Regions from separate parts of the Salmo salar genome. Here region 2 is linked to region 1. Evidence: chromatin contacts called from public Hi-C data. All regions are on one chromosome and are shown on one strand. The core of a region is the stretch at or near the end of the contact, and the rest is flanking DNA. Distances in the headings are between cores, read along the strand shown. Region 1 holds the start of trabd (TraB domain containing). Region 2 holds the start of LOC106573292 (cryptochrome-1).

What was found. A called contact is a pair of places that touch in the nucleus more often than the background predicts.
Region 2: a contact with region 1 is called in a Hi-C map of muscle, with 4 times the contacts expected there. The contact joins the promoter of LOC106573292 here to the promoter of trabd in region 1. A contact is called at or near these places in 3 of 3 Hi-C or Micro-C datasets (blood, gill and muscle).

What each region holds. Positions count from the first base shown.
Region 1 is chrssa16:16,489,394-16,492,093 of Ssal_v3.1, reverse strand. trabd (TraB domain containing) reads left to right here and starts at 1,388. Exons shown (of 10, transcript NM_001173969.1): 1 at 1,388-1,400; 2 at 2,299-2,375. The coding sequence starts at 2,352.
Region 2 is chrssa16:16,697,847-16,700,546 of Ssal_v3.1, reverse strand. LOC106573292 (cryptochrome-1) reads right to left here and starts at 1,386. Exons shown (of 9, transcript XM_014148221.2): 1 at 792-1,386. The coding sequence starts at 949.

The DNA of each region.
Region 1 (2,700 bases), core at 139-2,638:
CTGTGTTCTTAGGCAAAATTGTGAGTGAGCCCACTCCCTTGGCTGAGAAGCAACCCCACACATGAATGGTCTCAGGATGCTTTACTGTTGGCATGACACAGGACTGATGGTAGCGCTCACCTTGTCTTCTCTGGACAAGCTTTTTTCCGGATTCCCCAAACAATCGGAAAGGGGATTCATCAGAGAAAATGACTTTTCCCCAGTCCTCAGCGGTCCCTGATGTATTTCCTGGAGAGAAGTGGCTTCTTTGCTGCCCTTCTTGACACCAGGCCATCCTCCAAAAGTCTTCGCCTCACTGTGAGTGCAGATGCACTCACACCTGCCTGCTGCCATTCCTGAGCAAGCTCTGTACTGGTGGTGCCCCGATCCCGCAGCTGAATCAACTTTAGGAGACGGTCCTGGCGCTTGCTGGACTTTCTTGGGCGCCCTGAAGCCTTCTTCACAACAATTGAACCGCTCTCCTTGAAGTTGTTGATGATCTGATAAATGGTTGATTTAGGTGCAATCTTACTGGAAGCAATATCCTTGCCTGTGAAGACCTTTTTGTACAAAGCAATGATGACGCCACGAGTTTCCTTGCAGGTAACCATGACTGACAGAGGAAGAACAATGATTCCAAGCACCACCCTCCTTTTGAGGCTTCCAGTCTGTTATTCGAACTCATTCAGCATGACAGAGTCATCTCCAGCCTTGTCCTCGTCAACACTCACACCTGTGTTAACGAGAGAATCACTGACATGATGTCAGCTGGTCCTTTTGTGGCAGGGCTGAAACACAATGGAAATGTTTTTTGGGGATTCAATTTATTTGCATGGCAAAGAGGGACTTTGCAATTAATTGCAATTCATCTGATCACTCTTCATAACATTCTGGAGTATATGCAAATTGCCATCATACAAACTGAGGCAGCAGACTTTGTGAAAATTTATATTTGTGTCATTCTCAAATCCTTTGGCCACGACTGTACAGTAGGGGACTGAGCACATCTGCGTGTTATCCCTACTGCCTCTGATCTGGGGGACTCACTAAACACAAATGCTTTGTTTGTAAATGAGGTCTGTGAGTTGTAGTGTGCCCCAGGTTATATTTAAAAAATATGTATCGTGCTAATTATAAGCAATTTGAAATAATTTATACTTTTTATTTTGATACTTAAGTATATTTAAAACCAAATACTTTTAAACTATTACTCAAGCAATATTTTTCTGGGTGACTTTCACTTTTACTTGAGTCCTTTTCTATTAAGGTATCTTTACTTTTACTCAAGTATGATAGTTGGGTGCTTTTTCACCACTGATTACCACAACGCACTCAAATCTCAATTGAACTACAAGTACCAGAAAACAACGTTAACAAACGAGTCGAACACATCATTGGTCGAAGTGCAGGTGAGAGCACAGGTTGGCTAACTTATAAGTTTTAATTTTTTAATGTATAACATTGTAAGCTGTAGTTATTATATGTTGATTACAAATTGATATGACATTGTTTACCAAGTAGTTAGCAGCAGTTAGCCAGCTAACCGATATGTCAGCTGTTAGCTAGTAGTAAGCTAACTGCTAGTCGGCGAGTAGTAAGCTATTTAGCTTGGGCCAACTTGCTAACATTAGCTAACTTAATGAATAATGTTAGCTAGTTTGCCTAGCTAGCAAGATAATATGTGGAAACGAGGGGAATATCAGCTAAGGGTGTCAATGTTTTGTCTCTAGCCAGCAGGTTTGACAGCTTTAGCTAGCTAGCTAGCTAGCTAGCTAACTAACTTGACTTTGTAGCATGTGGTTAGCTAGCAAAATAGCTAGCTATGTCAACAGTCTTGTTTGAAGGTGATGTAATCGTGTTGAAGTACGCAGCTACATGCAGCAGGAGAGCGTTTAGCCATGACCGGGCTCTAAAAAGAGGCCACTAAGCTAACGTTAGGCAGTTTGCTCATGATATTTGTCTATATACTATAACGTTACTGTCACAGTGAAACCTGGCTCACAAATTGTCTTACAAATTGTCTTATCTACTAGAATTAGCTACCTGTGACAGGTAACGTTAACCAGCCGGTTTTATTTTCCAACTAACTTTGTCGCCATATGCTGATGGTAGCTAACTAGTGAGAATGGGTAGTTTATTTATGGTTTGGTACACTGTACATATAGTTAGCAAACGTCAGCAATTGAGGAACTTGAACTGGGGCCTTAGCTTAGTCACAAAATAAGCATCACAGCTGATAGCATTGCAGAGAATAGCAATGGCTAAATGCATTAATACATTTGACCATACTCTTTCCTCCTGTTTTGCTTTCCTTTTCAGTAAGGAAGGTGGGACATCGCTTTAGTTTTTGCCCAGCTCTCAAAGGTTGAATCATGGACCAAGACAACAACTCCGAGGTAAGTTTGGGGACTGCGGGACATGGGTCAGTGCATAGTGCTTTGACAGCTGTTATTTTGATCATTTTAAAAAGGCACACAGAGTACAGCTTCACACACATCTGTTATGGCCCATACAGCTGTGATATTTGAAGAACACAGCTCTATGCTGATCATAACACATTAAGCAAAACAAACAAACATTCTTAGAATTTTGTCCCGCTCCTGTACTTAGCCTAGATGTTAATTGTCTAAGAATCAGTGTCGCAATAAATCTGGCTATTAAGCTCTTGAGCACATTGACAAAATGTTTTTGTTGACATGTACATTTTTAGAATGGCTTAAT
Region 2 (2,700 bases), core at 137-2,636, 210 kb before region 1:
GGTAAATCAGTAATCAACAGTCCTTGGTGCCCTGGAATGCCCTTGATTCCTGTGTGGCACACAGATGTACTTGTAATGCAATAATTGACAGTCAATATTTACTATAACTGTTTGCATAAGTGTGGTGCTAGGAAAGCCCTACTTTCCTGCCTAAGCGGTACACCACACACGCACACACACACACACACTAATGTCATTCATAACCAACTACAGCACTGGGATTCCTCCTTCTGGCGTTATGATAACCCAGATTTGGTTTTCCATAAACCTATTGACCAAATGTGCATAAGTGGCGTCTGGCGTGCCCACAAGGTCATAATCTATTGAAAAGGAAACCATCCTTGATCCATCAGAGCCCCTAGGCAAATTCACAAGCGTGGCAATGCAAAAAGCAGGGACCTGTGTGACCTACATCTGCGGTAAACACATCTGTGTTGGGTGAGTGCAATACGAGCCACTCAATTAAAACACGTCCTCTAATACAGGGGTTCCCAAACGCGTTCTATGGGGAACTGTTCACACCCCTCGTTGGTGGAGAGAATTTTGCGAGCTTAAAGCTTATTTCCTGCAATTCTATAAATGTTGTCATGGGGTGCAAATAAAATGTTGCAGTTAAACAAAAATACTAAATAAAAAAACATTAGCTAACATGGGCTAGTTGCTCTGGACATTTCTGACAAGTTATAAATAGTTCTCTAAGATATGCAATGACTAACATGACAAGAGGAACTGATGATGCACTACCCAATTTAGAAATGTCACCTTGTGCATTCTACTATTAGGACCCCTACCTCCACCTGCTGATGCCCACGTTGGAGGACCCTGCAAACCAGGGGTCTAGGATGTAAACATAGCGAAGGGTGTCCGCTCCCCGGATAGACTCCTTTAGAGAGGGGTTGTCGTGGACCCGCAGTCCCTTCCTGAACCAGTGGATCGTGTTGCCGACCATTTCACCTGCTGTCTCTTCTAGTTATGTCCACGGCTCGAGTCGTTGGTTATTGCGCTGATGTCAAAACAAAACGCGTACGAGCTAAAACAATAGCTTTTGCATGCCCAAACTAAGTTTCGGTTCTGTCGCCTAGATGGTTTTATAATGTATACACTTTTTTTTTTTTTATTAACCTGTTAAAAACGATGTTCGACCTGATGGCTAGCCTAGCAGCTCGAAAAATGTATAATTGCGTTGTCGTATCTAGCTATTTTCCAGATAAGGAAGAAGAGCGCTAGTTCAGTAAGCGCGAGCGAGTGAACTAAAGTACAGTAGGTAGAGCGTTTTGCTGAGAAATTAAACTGTCTTCCAGTATCACTCGAATGTATTCCCATATTCAAAGAAAATGTTCCCTGTTGAAATGAACTTTCTTTGACAACGGCTCCACCCAAAGAGGTACGCGGATAAGAAAGAAGGAATCTGATTGGTCAATGTCACCAGTTATGTAACGTTTGCTCGCTCACGTTTCTGTAGTGTGCTTATTCCTATCTTGTGTTTTTTCCACAGGCATCATTTATACACGGTAAATATCCACACAACACAATATTTTATGTTTAATAAGTTATTTACAGATTACTTTAAAAACCATAGTCTGATTATCGATCTTATTTTGGATTTTGTTGACAAAAATGTGTGCGCGTCATGATTAGTTACGCAGGACCCGGATGAACACATGTACTAAAAAAATGATTACGCAAGTGTATCTGTAGGCCTAGTGGGCAACCCATCACCGTTACCGTCACACGTCCATGCATGTGATGAATGTCAAATACTCTTTGTTATTAGACTATGTACCACTATGTATTTACGTTAAAATGCTGTCATTTCAAAATGGATTCAAACCAAATAACTATTCTTGCCTGTGTATGCATGCTTACCAATGCAGAATTTCAGATGTGATCAGATTTCAATCAAAAACTTATCAGCAAAGATCATAAGGTATCCCAAACACCTTAAAAGAAGCAACCAATTGTCACACAGTATTGCATTAGTAGGGCCTACACTTTAATTACATTGTCCTGAAGCATGAGGTGGGAAAACATGTGGATGATGATTGTGTGAAACAATTACAAACTGTAGTAGTTTTTATTCATGAGACAAGGGATGGGTGGGTAGTTGGATGAGGAAACAGTTTGAATATCTAGACACTAGATTGTAATATGCAATATCAACACACCATCTTTAGTAGCATACATTAGGCTGCGTATAGTATAGTTGATAATACTTTTATGAAGGAAAAGTTCAATGACAACATGACTGTGTGAACTTTGAATATGTAAAATAATAAGGGAATTTCTTTATAGTAGCCTAAGTCTTCCTAGTATGGAAATGTATGGTGAGGCTAGATCTTTGACATAATGATTGAGGTTTACAAACTGAGCACCAGGGTTCAGTGTTGCTCCAGGGATAAGCAGCATACAACTTCAGCACAAAATGTACCAACAATACTCTCCTCAATCAAATTAAAATCAAATCAATGTAATTTGTCACATACACAGTTTACAGCAGGTGGGAAAAGTGCAGTAAAATGCTTATGTGCTAGATCTTCAACAATGCAGTACATCAGTCAATAATAACAATAAAAAGAGTCAAGTAAAAAATAACAAGTAATAGAAGCGGTAGTATGCATAGTACTAATAGACTGTAGAGAAATATAAAGTGGGTAGTAGTGTCTTGGTCGCGCAGTAGAATAAATAGTATATAATAGAACA